Regions from separate parts of the Mus musculus genome. Here region 1 is linked to region 2. The links are chromatin contacts, called in public promoter capture Hi-C maps. All regions are on one chromosome and are shown on one strand. Each heading gives the region's core, a stretch centred on a gene start, on an enhancer-like site or on the middle of the called end of the contact. The rest is flanking DNA. Distances are from core to core; before and after follow the strand shown. Region 1 holds the start of Atp11c (ATPase, class VI, type 11C). Region 2 holds the start of Mcf2 (mcf.2 transforming sequence).

Region 1 (7,487 bases), core at 2,220-4,719, 220 kb before region 2:
ACTGTTAGCTGATGGTCTGCTTTTCATAGTCATCCACAACACCTAGGTTTTCTTTGGAAACTGTGAAGAGGCACTGAAAGAACAAAAATAATTTCTTCCTGTCTTAAAAAAAATCACAAAGGAGTGACTCTATGGGATGTTTGCATGAGCAACTCTAATTTCAGGTTGAGCTTGAGGTATGGAAAAATTGCTTTTGCATAAATCTCATGTTTTCGTAAGCGCAGTTTGATTGGTTTGGAATTGCATTTTTATAGTGAAGCAAATTATTCAGGACTCAGGAGTATAAGGCGTTGTGTTGAAATAAATTAGAATAACAGAAAGACAGTGGAATTCTAATAACAAATGAAATGTGAGCAACAATTTTTACTACGTCCCGATGGATCTTAAAATCACTGCTTTTAAAATGTGGTAAAATTTAAAAAAGTTTTTTTGAATGTCCATTTTAAAAAGTTTATCTGAATAAATCTATAAGTATATTTTCTTCCATCTGCTTAACAAAACTAGATATGGAAAAATTATTTACTAGTTAAAAACTTCCATCCCAAACTGTCTGAAATAGTTTTCCACTACTTATTTTATCAAAAAGTTTACATATTGTTGATAAAGATTCTATATTCCTTCCTGGATTGCTATCAAACTTGGGGGTTACAATCTATGATTCAAGGCAGATCTGGCCATCCATCCTCAAGGAGTCAATCAAAAGAGCCAAGTCGAAAGTGTAAAACAGTGGTCACATTGATAAAGGGCAAAGAAACCGAGCGGCAGCTCCTCCCCTACCTCTCCCCAAAGGACATGCGCAGAAAAACAGTCTCGGCAAAGTGTGCTCCCACCTAACACTGACCCAGTGCCACCATTGTCTGGACTTTCGTCTCATATTGTAAGATGGTCTGAGAAATTGTTAGAAACGTGTCAAATCTCTTCTCCGGACAAGTTCCCCTCTCTGGCAGGAAGCTTTTCCTTCACTAAGTGTGGGATTCCCTTGTAAATTCCCATTCCATTGGGATCTATTGTTTCAACAATGTGATATATAGTCAGACTGAGAGATCTGAGTGTCTCTTCAGAATATCTTCATTTTTGCTGGGCACATTACTGAGTGGCAATAACTTCCTTCAGTTCCCCATTCCAGTATTAAGAATAGTGTTCCTCACATAAAAGTTATTCAACAAATAATTAATAAATGAAATTAAGATAGTTTCTGTGTTCAATAAAAGTCAGGAAAAAAACCAACTTTACTTAAAAGCAATTCCTTGGAGTAGAGAGCACAAGTTTAGATCTGTGTTGTACGATTAAGTGTCCTAATATCCAATTACTACAAATGTAGGATTTCTTACAAATCGTTAGGCACACCTAAGTGTAAGGCAACGGAGAGTCATAGTAGGGAAAGTAGAAATGCTGGACTTTCCCTCTAGGCAGTTAGGACCTTTCAGGAACTAATTTCAATCTCTTGCATTTGCACTTTATTGTGCTTGGGCTCCTCCTTGACCACAGAAACAAGGTCAAACTTCATAGCTTGTTTCTATGGCTGCTTAGGGGTTTAGCTTTCATTTGTAATGCCCCGCCCACATGTGTCCTGGTTCCTGCCTTGACAGAGTGGCTGTGTTCTTTTTCGTAGGTTGCCCTGTACTTTTCAACTGACCTCTCCTTCTCTACCCAGGACTTTGTTCCCTGGGCTCCTCCAAAGCCTTCCCACATTCCTAGGCCTGGGTTAATCTCCTGCAGCTCTGTTTATAGGTCTCGCCCAGTGAAAATTGCATGGTTTTCAGGAGTTTCCCCGGATCCTTTGTAAAGACATTATCCTCTCCCCTGTTTCCTTTGACATTAGAAATCATTACATTCAAATGTGTAGGTTTTATGTGTTTGTAGTTTGTAACTTCACTTCGGCCTACTAGGGAGGTCTTTTAACACATTGCTGTTTCCAGTTTCTAGGAAACAAACAAACACACAAATAAAAAAAAAACACCCAAGTAAATGCTGAAATCAAACTATCCTTCAAGGGGTAAAATGTGGTAGTGCCCTAGCCGCCTCACAATAAAAGCCCTTCAGGAGTTCACATTAGGTCGAGGGAATAGCTGAGCCCAACCTTTCCAGGTTGTTGAGAGAACTCGCCTCTCCGTAGAGAAGAGCTCCCTTTACCTACTTCTTCAACATGTTTATAGAAGAATTTGAAAGTTCTCAGCTCACAGCCTAGGGCCGGGTCTCAGAAGGTAGTGGAAAAAAAGGGTGGGAGCAGAGAGAACTGTCCAGGTTCAAGGGAATACTTGACCAAGCTTTCATTTTTAAGTTTTAAACTTTTGTAAATGCAAATGTTAAGTTAGCAAGTTGAGGGCGTGCAAGATTTCTTGTGGCGTAAATGTTGAGTTCTGGGAAAGTCTTTCAGCATTCGGGGCTTTATGTAATTTATCCTCATCACATTTCCCACAGCTAAGAATCTACCCAGTGTTTCTGATTTCTGCACGCAGCTGGTAGGGAGAACCTCGGGCAGCTTCCCTCTGCAACCCTGTGAACTGACTGGAGCCGTGCATATGGGGGAGCTCCCAGCCCACAATATCAGTCCAAGCGAACCCTTGGACTACAACTCCCAGGGTGCCCCAGGAGCGTGGAAAAGGGCGGGCGATCAAGGAGAGGGTGGCAGGGAAATCCCGCCCCGCTGCGCAGCACCAACGACACAAAGCCCGACTTTACAACCTCCTAGAGAAAGTGGAAGTAAGCGGGCTTAGGTGGGGTAGTCAGACGACAGGGAACGCAAAGCCCCAAAGCCCCAACCCCAACTGCGAGGTGAAGACGGCTTAGGTGGGACCCAAGAGGGACGCCTGGAGGGGGCGGCTTTTGTAACTACTCCAGCCGCCCGCGCCGCGCCCGCCCGCCCGCGCCAGGGTCCCCTTAGTCCCCGGCTCGTCCCGAGTCGTCCCTCAGAGAGCGGCCACTCCCGGGCAGGAAGCGGGCACGCCTGGAAGCCTCGAGGCGGGCCGCACCGAGGCTCTCCTCAGCCAGAAGTGCTGGGCGGGCGAAAGCGCGGGGCCGAGGAAGGACTGCGAGCGAAGCGGCGCCAACGGACGAGTTAGGGCCGGGGTGAGGGAGACCGTGGCTCCTCACAGACCCCTGGGAGTCCTGCCAGGCGAGGCGCGGGGACGCCCGAGACGGGCGACCGCTGAAGCGGGCGAGTGGGGACTCGGCCGGGGGCTTAGCGGCAGGACGAGCGTGAGGCGCGGGGTGCCGAGGCGGGCGCTGACGGGGAGCCAGGCTGAGCAGCGGCCGGTCCGCCATCCCTCCCCCGCGCGCCGGGCTCGCTGCGAGGCGGGCTGCGGCGGGAGCGCGGGGCGGTGCTGGGGCCAGATAAGGGGAGCGACGGGGCCGCCGCCCCCGAGGCGGGCGGGCCGGGGCTGGGGGCGGGTCGCGGGGAGGGCGGGGCGGGGCGGGGCGGCGAGCGCGCGGGCGGGCGGGCGGTTGGGCGGCCGGGGGCGGGGGCGCGCAGAGGCGAGGAGGGCAGGCGGCAGGAGGGCAGGCGGCAGCGGGCTGGCGACAGGGCAGGCGAGCTAGCTGTCCGCTTTGCGCCGCGGGCCCACGCCGCAGTGTGTTTTGTGGACGGCGCCTTCCCAGACAGCCCAGCGGAGCCCAGCCTGGCACCCCGCAGCCTCGGACGCGATGTTCCGCCGGACCCTCAACCGTTTGGTGAGTACACTGGCCGCGGCTCCACGCGTACCCCGGTGGCCCGCTCGCTGGCCCCCCGCCGCTCCTTCGCAGTCTCTGGGCGAGGGGACGAGCGGGACGCGCCAGCCCCCTCCCCCGCCTCTGCGTTTTAGCGGAAACCCGGCGCCCCGGGTGGCCTGGGTGGGGAGGCAGGTGGGGCTCTCGGGCGTCCCACCCCTGCCCCGGGACATTTCAGCTGAGGTTCCCCGAGGCTCTGAGGAACTCTGCCTCCAGCCTGGGGAATCGCCTCGGAGTGACAGACGCGCGGAACTCGGGGCGGGGGGCTCCCCGGGGCGGGGGGCTCAGTTTCCCAATTAGTGGAAGATGGCGTTGAATTATCGGGGAGGAAGCTTTCTTTTGTTTCCTCTGCCACGAGCACGTGGAGGTAAACCTAGACCTGTCACTGTGGCCCAAAAGAAGAGCTAGGGGGCTGAGAGAAGCGGAGGCTAAACCAGGGCTCAGCCTCGCCCGGGCCATGGCCGATGACCAGAGACTGGGCAAACTTTGAGGACTCAGCCTCCAAGCTCACCTTGAGGGTGACAGAAAGAGCGAGGGCTGTGGGCACGATGGGCTGGGGCCAGCAGCGACGGCGGGAGCCTGTTCCAGCTTTACAGACCCTGGGGCTCAAGCCTCGCAGAGCAGCACCCTCTGCTCCAGGCTTGGAATCCACCCGGCAGCTGAACTCCTCCGACCACCTTCTCCACGCCTCTAAAGCCCCCCAGAAAAGGGAATTGTATTTCTGTGGGGAGTGTGGCACGGGATTGGGAGGGAGCGATTTCTGGCTGCTATTGACTTTTTGGATTAACCTGTTTACTCAGAGGGTATGTTAAGAACTGAGTAAAGTAGAGCAGTTTACTTAAAGGATGTTTGTAGCAACTCCCCTAATTTCCAGAAGAGGTGTCAGGGAATAGGATTTTATTTCTGCCACGGATATTAAAGAAAGCCATCATCCTAAAATTTTTATTTTTTTCCCTGTAGTTAAGGGGGAGAATGCAGAATGCTTCCCCATTCCGTCTTAGGATAGACTTAAGGACTTGACAATTTGGTAACTTTGTGGAGTCATTTCTAATTAAATCATTGCTGACATATTTTTCATAGGTCAGAACAATTTGCTGTCATTTCCCACCCCCCATATCTGAAACTTTCACAAATGTCCCCTGCTTAATCACACTTAAGGCATCCCCTTTTAGGATATCAGTATACTAATACTTTTTAGGTTTTGCCAGATGTCTGTTTCACTCAGAAACATGCAAAGGGAGGTGGAGGTAATTATTACCTGTGGCACTGAGCAGGAAACGGTGTGTACATGCAGGATCTCAAGAGCCATGGGCAGTGGATTGTGTTGGATGCTTTGCTGAAGCAAGTGACTAACATTTGTTCTCACATTTCGCCTGAGACTGTAAAAGAGCATTGTACCTCCTAGTTCTGTTTCACATAGGCTCTCGTGATTTGGAAGTGTTGTTTTGGGGCGATAAAAAGGGAAAGGCGACACGAAAGCTAATTGTAGTGCTCAGCAAAAGGGTAGCCTTTCCACATGACACTCATATGTTAGACACTAGCTGCTCTCTGGGTCATATTAAATTCATAAAGTAAAGATGCTGACATCCCATTTTTGAAGACTTTGGACATTTGGAATTAAACAAACGGTGTTGACCCAAAAGCACTTCCCATTTGGTGTTCTTTTGCTAAGAGTGCTCTGCATTGTATCTGTAAAAAGTAAGCAGTGCTGGCCCACAAAGCTAGGGCATGCAGTAGAATTTGCAGTGGCTGTTGAGGTGCCAGCCTGCTGATACTCTGCATCTCTCCCAAGATTTCTGCAGAGACTCACTTTTGCTCATGCTAAAGGGAGCTTTGACCTCATTGTTTCAACTAAGATGTCCAGCTGTTCACATTTTACTGCACAACCCTGACTGTGATAAGTCCTAGGAATTTGTTCCACTGTCATAAGCTAGAAGGTTCTTAGGAGTTTTGTCTGAGCCCTAGGCCTAGAGAAAGGAATTAAACTGCAAATCATTGCACTGAATATACCATTAAACACTGTCAAAGTCTCACTGCTAAAAAATGACTTGAAATTTGGGGGCTGGGGTGGGAAAATTTTAAATCCCTCAAACTCTGCTATTGTCATCTACAGGGAGTACATTCTTTTAGTAGTACACACATTTAAATAACTAGATCAGTAAATTAAAGATTTAACTGAAATGTTCAGACTTACACAGCCCAGTAGATGTAGTCCAAGTTCTGTGTTATCCTTAAAATTGTTTTAATATTTTACAGATAGGGCTATGAATTCTTTGGAAGTCAATTCTGCTGTTTATTTGGCAGTCATGTGTATCTGAAATTGACTTTGACTATTATATAAATTATAGTAGTGTTGGTTACAGTTGCTGGTCATTGCTGGCATATTGCAATGAGGCTATCTTTGAGTCTTAAACCTGGTATAGGAGGTCAGAATCTTGCAGGAATCACATCATCTTCTGAAGAGCTCAGTTATGTGTGTTGAGTCATTTTTAAAATGTCATTTCTGTTTCCCCCTCTTTCTGAGCTAAAAGAGATAGTGATTAATTGTACTTCTAAAGACACAGCCGTGACATTACATCTTTGCCGCTAAGAATTGTCCTTTCTGATGAATTACAACTTTTAAAAAAATTAAGGCAGTGTCTCATATAGTACAGGTGGTCTTATACTCAGTGACCTTGGGTTCCTGATGCATGCTTCCACCTTCCAGGGGCTGGGTTGTAGGATTTTTGGCAGCTGCCAGTGTCTGTTTCCTTTTGACAGCCTTTTGTGGGGTTTTGTTTATTTTAAAGAATTATTTGTTTTTATGTATAGGAGTACACGGTAGCTGTCTTCAGACATACAAGAAGAGGGCATCATATCCTGTTATAGATGATTGTGAGCTACCATGTAGTTGCTCGGAATTGAACTCGGGACCTCTGGGAGAGCAGTCAGTGCTCTTAACAAGAGCCATCTCTCCAGCCCCCTGTTTTTGGTTCTTGAGACAGGATCTCCTACATAGATAGTTCCAGCCACTCTGAAACTTACTCTGTAGACCAACTTGGCTTTGAATTCACAGAGTACCATCAGCTTCTGCCTCGAGTCCTAGGATCAGAGGCATGTGCCACAAAAGCTAGCTACTTATTTCTTTTTGTAGATAGTCTAGTCTGGCTTTGAACTCTCTCCATCCCGATCCCTTAGCTAATGCTGAGATTACAGACAAGTCCCGCTATGCCTGGGTTTTGACAGTTTGAGGTAGACTATCAAGGGATTTGATAGTACAGCGTTTTGGGAGTTAGGCCTGTGTGTGGGGGTCTTAGGAGCACTATTTGTTTCTAGTCAACATTTCCATCAAAATAACAAACGTGAGAGTAGTTTTGCCTGTTCAATTATTTTGCTTCACAGGTAAATTTAATTAGAAGTTTGAACTAGTTGAAATTTAAACTTCCAGGTCAGGGGCTTGGGTGTCTTCCTATCTTTTAGTAACATTTGTATTGATTATAGGAATTTTATAGTCTTGTATTGAGTTTTGTAATCTATAGGCTTAAAGGCTTATTGACAGTCTGTCATAAATTTCTCCCCTTTAGCTTATTAAATTATTTCTTGCTAAAGATTCACATAAAATTCCCCAATAAGTAGATTAGGTGATTTTATTGAGTAGGTGCTGTCAATTTAATTTGTTGGAGGGGAATCTGACAGTTACAGATCATTGATAATAAAGCTTAACAGTATTGTGGAAAGCTCAAACTGCATTGGTTCTACAAAGAAAATGTTTTATCAGAGACTGGGCAAATTAGGCTGTATCA
Region 2 (7,390 bases), core at 1,725-4,224:
CTGCTATTGAGGCAGACATGGAGCCCAATGCTGCAGGTGAGCACACAAGACCTCTGGCTCAGGCTTGCTCTCAATGCTGGTAGCTGTGGTAAAACTCTCATTTAGCTACAAGGTTATTTCAAGTCCTGCCAAATCAGAGTTCTATTAATACTAAGATACAGTTATCGTTTTCTGATATGACAGTGCACAGCTCCGGCTGGAGGAGGCTTGGATGAAGCTGTTCTGTCCGGACTGGATAGTCTTTAGATAGATAGGTTGAATGAAAAACAAGCTTCTGGGTTGAAGAAATTATCACAGGGAAGCTGCTAAGTAAGGAAATCTGAGCTTGGCAGGGTGGCTCACCCTTGTCAACCCAGCATTCAGAACACCGAGGCAAAAAAATTACTGCGAGTTTGAGGATAGACTGGTCTATATAAGGTATTTCAGAATATCTTGGGCTACAGCTGAAAGAGAGAGAGAGAGAGAGAGAGAGAGAGAGAGAGAGAGAGAGAGGAAGAAGAAGAAGGAGAGGGGAGGGGAGAGGAGAGGAGAGGAGGGGAGGGGAGGGGAGGGGAGGGGAGGGGAGGGGAGAGGGAGGATATATTATACTATTCCTGGGTATATATTCAAAGGACTGTACATTCTATTAGAGATGTTAGTTTCATCTCACAAAAATAAAGGGAAAAGTAGATATAGAGATAGATAGATAGATAGATAGATAGATAGATTAATAGATAGATAGATAGGATATATCTGGCTTGTCTTGAAGTCCCTATGTTGGGCAGGATGTCCTTGAACCTGCCTGCCTTTGCTTCCTTGGTGCTGGAATTAAAAGCATGCACCATGGTGCATAGATGTGTGTGTGTGTTTGTGCTATGATAAATATACTTTGTAATATGCACAATGCTAGCACGTTCTTTTATTGTCAAGTAACCTATATAACCAGTATGGTGACACTGTTTTGCTTTCATCGCACTGTTTAATGCATGCTAGTTTTGAGTTCTAATTCATCCTAAGAAGGAATTAGTTGAGCAGCATAGAAGGTCAGCAATCACCCTCGGATCCTCACGTCACTGTTTACACCTGACTCATTGTAGCTAATAATTGAAGGAGTCCAGAGTTATGATTTCAAATGATAGTCTAGAGTCACCTTTTCCTCAAGCAGTAAACACTTGATTTCGGATACATCATCACTGTGTGAACAATACAGTTCATGAAAGGACTGCTGACATTTATAGAAGACATTTGTTCCCTAAAACTATAGTGGCACCTGGCGTGGTGAAGCATGTCTTTAATCCCAGCACTCTGAAGGCAGAGGCAGGTGGATTTCTAAGTTGGAGGCCAACCTGGTCTACAAAGTGAGTTCCAGGATAGCCTGGGCTATACAGAGAAACCCTGTCTTGGGGGGGGGGGGGGCGGAGATATAGTGGCACTGGAAATGGACTTAAAGCATGTGACCAGGCAGAGGCAGGTGGATTTCTGAGTTCGAGGCCAGCCTGGTCTACAGAGTGAGTTCCAGGACAGCCAGGGCTACACAGAGAAACTCAGTCTCGAAAAACAAAAACAAACAAAACAAAACAACAAAAAAGCATGAGACCATCAGAACAGCCATTTCTTTTAAGGAACATCAGGGGGAAATTTTCACTATGTATGAAACAGTAGTTTCTACAGAAATAATAGGCTTTTTTTGTTTGTTTGTTTTTTTTTAATCTGAGACAAGGTTTCTCTGTGTAGCCCTGGCTGTCCTGGAACTCACTCTGTAGACCAGGCTGGCCTCAAACTCAGAAATCCACCTGTCTCTGCCTCCCAAGTGCTGGGATTAAAGGCGTGTGCCACCACTGCCCGGCTTCTATAGCTTTTCCTTTTTTTTTTCCAGATTATAATTTATTTACCAGATTTCTTTTTTCCCCCTTCCCTCCCTCCAGCCCCTCCCCCCTACCTCCCTGCTAGCCCTTCAAAGTCCTGCTGCTCTAGCTTTTGTTATGAGCAGCTAGCTTTCCCTTACTCTTCCAAAGCTTTCTTCTGGGGAGCTTTGGGCTTAGGAGAAGGGATTGGCTGGGACCTCCCATCCTTTCTCACTTGGTTCTTCAAGAGGATGTCTTGTCTTGCTGCCACCCCCCCCATTCCCCTGGTCAGTTTGTTGTTATTTTTCGTTTTAATTGCGTATGTGATGTTTTTGAGACAGGATCTTTTGTAAGTAGCCCAGACTGGCCTGGAATGGGCTATGTCGCTGGAGATAACCCTGATCCTTCAGAGTCCATCTCCTACCCAGAAGTGCACACTAGGAAAACACTCTACCAACTGATCTGTATGTTCAGATTCGACTTTGGTTATTATTTATTTTTGTGCATAACATATGTATTACAGTGCATGTAGAGGTCAGGGAACACTTATGTGGGATCAGTTCTCTTATTATACCATAACTTACACAGGGTTCCTTTAACCCAGGTTGATCCAGCAAGTGTTTTTTACCTCACAGTCTTCTCAGTAGCCCATTTCTATTTCCTCCTTTCCTTTTTAAAGCAAGTCAGGAAACTTGGGCGAGTGCAGGCTGGTGGGGGGCAGGGTGGGAGAAGGCACATTCAGGCTAGAGCTCCAGCCCTTTTGGACTAACCAGGGCTGCTTTTCTGGCATCAGCAAAGCTCTCCAACAGTGTTATCTGCAGGTGCCCACACTGTGTATCCTTACTCCACTCCTGCCCTGCCCTGAGAAGCAGGATGCAAAGGAAGAAAACTCTTGACTCCAGCTCCCACTGCCTAGAGTGAGAGGTCGGGCGGTCTCCTCCCTACACGTGCTCCAGCCTTCCCTACCCCTCCGCGGGCGTATCTGTGGGGGCTGTCCCCTCTGGTTCTCGGTGTCCCGCCCCTGATCCATCCTGTTGGAAACTAGGCGGGGACGTGGGTGTACATCCACTCCGAGCGGAGTTGCTCAACTCTCAGTAGCTGAGGTCAGAAGTGCTCTGCAGCCAGAGTCTTGAAATCTCTGCAAGTTTCTGGGCTCCCTGTCCTGGGGCTTGTTGGTCCCAGCTAGGGGGCTCTAGTCTTCTAAGCCACTGAGCTGCGTAGACTGCGACCCTTCTGGCCGCGTCTGTGCTTGCACAGACGGGCTGCTAGCGAGCCAGAGTCCGGCAGTGGCCAGTTGAGGTTGGGGTCACCAACTAGCGAGTCTGGCTTGAGGATGGCGGAAGCAGGGCCCCCTCCAGCAAGGTTCCCTCCAGCAAGGCTCCCTCCAGCAGGGTCCTCTCGGGCTGGGCTCCCTCCAACAGGGTCCCCTCCCGCTTCCACTCCGGCCCTGGCCTCGCAGTGGCTGGCGGTCAAGCGTTTGCCTAGGGCTGCCGCCAAGGCGCCCAATCTCCAGCTGAATCAGGACCACTGTTCTTTCGTGCCGTTCACGCAGGCGGTCCCGGTGCAGGTGGACATGGCCATGGCCCTGCATCGCGTTAGGATCGCGGAGAAGTACGGGAAGAACTACCTCTGCTTGCTGCAGGCAGTCTTCCTAGCAGGTGAGTACCACATCCCTGTGCACTCCCACTCAGTTGCCTGGAACACTGGGCTCTCTCCCCTCTTCCCGGCTCCCTCCTCAACCTGTTCGGGTAGGGGATGTCTGGTGCACTTTGTCTTCTCTGCTCTCTCTCTCTCAATCAACCTCTCTCTCTCTCTCTCTCTCTCTCTCTCTCTCTCTCTCTCTCTCTCTCTCTCTCTCTCCCTCCGTCTCTGTCTCACTCTCTCTTTCTCCCTCTCCTTTCCCTGCCCCCATTCACTCCATAATCCACCCCCCCTGCTGTGGCACTCCTAGTTTAGAGCCGCCCAGACTGTGGACCTCAGTTCCTCAGGCCAGCTGCCACTCTGAGGATGTGTGTGGCTCTCTGCTCAGCTCAAGCCCCGCAGGTGGACCCCCAGAAGCCCGCCATGCAAGGTGAGACTGTTCCAGGTCTCTTCCTCACTTCCCACCACCACCCACCTGGATGCCTCTTGGTGGAGTTGGGAATGTTAAGGGAGGAATCTTCCTACACCGCATTCTGTACCCTAGAGCGGAACCTTGCTGAGGAGGAGGATGCAGATGCACTTCCCTGTAACACTCCCTGTAGTTTTTAAAGCGAGGTTTATTTACTTGTGTGGGTGGTTGCTGTTTGTTTCACGTACGCGTGCTAGGGCCAAGTCAAAAAGGCGCTTGGATTCTGAAAGCCGCGGGCCTGAAGTTGGAGGAGGAGTTTGCAGGCAAACTGCGGTCAAGAATTTGGGTTTTCTCACTAGGACCGCCACTTCTTTCCAGCCTGGTCCTATGAGCTTCCTGTCTTCCTTCAGCTCTTACTACAAAGGCGAAAGGCTCTTTCTTACTTGCCTTGGAGGGACAAAACCAAAGCTAACAAATGTCTTAACTGCTGCCACTGTTTTGGTAAAAAGCTTAAGAGTAGTGAGAGGCGGCACTTGATGTATACATATTGAGCTAGTCGGAGTTGCTTGGCTTTGGACTCTTGGTGTACCGTGAAGCATGCAGAGGCTCCTAAAATTTAAAGTTCCTCTAATACCATTAGCAGTCCAGGAATATCCGCCAGGTGCTGCAGCTCTGGCCATGTCTTTTGTGCGTCTGTGGTGCTTGCTTACCCTGCGGTGTTCCTTGTAATGGGAATTTGGGAATTAAAAACTAGACATGGTGTAGTTTTTCTTTTCTCAAATCAGGTAGCCACAGTGTGTGTTCCAAATTCCTCTTCTTGTTTGAGGCTGTCCACGAATTGGAAGGAGGTCACGTCGATGACTTCGGTTAAACCACAGGAAACCCAGGGCTCTGTCTAAAGCTTGGTAACAAAGAACCCTTTGGTCTTGAGTATTTTGTTTGGAAGCGGTCAATGTTATTTTCTGTATGTAATAATAAATCATTAAGGGAAGTGTGGGAGTGGGGCACACACTTTTTCAGGGTTTCAGGGCAGTTTAAATGGATGTGGGAGGCAAAAAAAAAAAAAAAAAAAAAAAGGAAGCCTGTGCACAAGTCGTGTGCAGTGGGGGCTAAAGATCAACTTCGTAGAAAAAAAACACATAAAAAATGAAACAGTCTCACTTTGTAGCTCAGGACCAGCTCCAAATAATCCTCAGTGCTGAGAGGGCATAGGTACATCCTCATGTCTACCACCACTCATAACACATAGGCACTCACATGTACACACACACACACACACACACACACACACACACACACTTGTATGGATACGAGAGAATGAGGTGTTCTGGGGCCTGTGTGTTGGATGCTAGGCAAATGCTCTACCTCTAAGTTACAATCCTGGTGGGAAAATGCCACAAAAATGAAATACAAAGGGATGATTCTATTGCCAGGCATTTCTTTCTTTGTTCTCAGTTCATTTTCTTGATCCTTGGAAGTTTCTAACATGCTGCCACTGTGGCATGGCAATACATCCTAGCACTCTGTTGTGTTTTAGTGGAGGTGGGGGTGGGGAGAGGGATACAGTAGTGGGGTAGGGAGACTGGCAGCTATTTGTGTTCAGGTATTTTTCAGCAGTTACCACCATGTCCCTGCAAAGATAAGTATATCTGTGGCTGGGACACACCCTATAGGATATTATAACTTTATGTTGTTGTTGTTGTTGTTGTTGTTGTTGTTGAGGTGGGCATTTAAAAAACTTGCCTATGTTGCTTTTGAGCTCCTGGTTTAAAGGATGTGCTTCAACCTCTAGAGTAACCAAAATTACAGGTTTGTAACCCCGTGTACAGCTTGGGACTTATTTTGCTCTTTTCAAAAATACACTGTTTTGTTCTCTTTTTAGTGCGTATATGTGTGGGAGCAGGTGCCCTAGCACATATGTGGAGGTCAAAGGGCAGCTTACAATACTCTGTTCTTTCCTTCCACCATGCGGCTACTCAGGTAGCCAGGCTTCCCAGCATGTACTGTTTTTTGTTTGTTTGTTTTTGTTTTTGTTTTGTTTTGTTTTGTTTTTTTTTGGTTTTTTGTTTTTTTTGGTTTTTTGAGACAGGGTTTCTCTGTGTAGCCCTGGCTGTCCTGGAACTCACTCTGTAGACCAGGCTGGCCTTGAACTCAGAAATCCGCCTGCCTCTGCCTCTGCCTCCTAAGTGCTGGGATTAAAGGCATGCACCACCACACTGGGCTCTGAACATAGAGTCTTAAGGTTGATCTCAAATTCTGGCTCTTCCTGCCTCTACTTCCCAGATACTGGGGTTACAGGTGTGTGCTACCATGCACAGTTTATAACTGTAAATGCAAAAAAGATTTCATATACTTAAAAATACTCCTGTATCTACCTATGTGTTCAGAAAGCTTTTTACTGCCATGAAGAACCCTTTGAAAGGTCACTTATTACGTAGTTATTTGTGTGTACACAGTTTCTCTTATGAGGCAGCCCAGAGAAAGCACGCTTTTACTTCTGAGGTGGTAGGGTCTCAAAATCAGAGGGATGCACAAGGCATGAGGAATTCATTTTTTCCTGGTGGATAAGGGGTGGGAATGGAGTGTGGTAGAGGCAGAGAAGGTATTCCAGACATAGGAAATAAATGAGCAAAGACAAAGCAGAAAGGGAGAATACAGTTGCTTTACAGAATTACAGAGGGTTTTCCAAATGATTAGAGCATGTGGGCATGGTGGTACGCACCTTCAATCTCAGCACTAGGAAGGCAGAGGCTGGTGGACCTCTAAGTTTGAGGCCAGCCTGGTCTATAGAGCCAGTTCCAGGACAGCCATAGTTACATAGAGAAATAAGAAATTATGTCTTGAAAAGCCAAGGGAGGGGGGAGAACAGGAAAGGGGATAACACTTGAAATGTAAATTTAAAAAATCTATCCAATAAAGAAAAGAAAGAAAGACCAAGGAACCAGGCAGTGGGGGTGCACACCTTTAATTCCAACACTCAGAAGGTTGGACTTTGAGGCCAACCTGGTCTACAGAATGAGTTCCAGGACAGTGAGGGCTATACCAAGAAACCCCTGTCTCAAACAGACAAACACACAAAAAAGAGCTGAGTCAGGGCTTCGGTTTGGGGAGAAAGACTGGGAATGGAGGCCAGGTGTGATGGTGCTTGAATTTAATCCCAGTACTAGGAAGGGAGAAGCAGGAAGATCTCCAGTCAGCGCCACATAGTGAGGGCCTTCTCAAGAAAAAACTAAAACCAGCCAACCAGCCAACCAGAGGCTGGGAATGGAAGAGGAAGGGCAAGTTTGGGTTTGATTTATTTTATCATCTTATTTTAGTGTTGAGAATGGAGCCCAGAGCCTCATATGTGGTAAAGGAATATGTCCAAGCTTTTGAGATATTCTTCCCAAGCCTGGGCGTCACTATCGAGGAGGCGCTTTTTGTGGAACATTCAGGTTGAACTAACCAAGAGGTCCAGATCCGGGAAGAAGTAGGGAGAAGTAAGCCTTATGTCTTCCCGTTTTCTCTTAACTGCATT

The links. Promoter capture Hi-C pulls out the DNA fragments that hold promoters and counts their contacts.
Region 1: a promoter capture Hi-C map of embryonic stem cells shows a contact between it and region 2. The contact joins the promoter of Atp11c here to the promoter of Mcf2 in region 2. A contact is called at or near these places in 17 of 39 promoter capture datasets (the 3T3-L1 cell line, 3T3-L1-derived adipocytes, the HPC-7 cell line and 10 more), 5 of 484 Hi-C or Micro-C datasets (the N1E-115 cell line, embryonic stem cells and uterus), 4 of 115 datasets of contacts at active chromatin or transcription factors (DN3 thymocytes, cardiomyocytes and embryonic stem cells) and 3 of 9 other capture datasets (adipose tissue, embryonic stem cells and liver).

The regions. Positions count from the first base shown.
Region 1 is chrX:60,399,987-60,407,473 of GRCm38.p6, reverse strand. Atp11c (ATPase, class VI, type 11C) reads left to right here and starts at 3,469. Exons shown (of 30, transcript NM_001037863.2): 1 at 3,469-3,669. The coding sequence starts at 3,643.
Region 2 is chrX:60,174,673-60,182,062 of GRCm38.p6, reverse strand. Mcf2 (mcf.2 transforming sequence) reads left to right here and starts at 2,974. Exons shown (of 28, transcript NM_001289731.1): 1 at 2,974-3,481. The coding sequence starts at 3,157.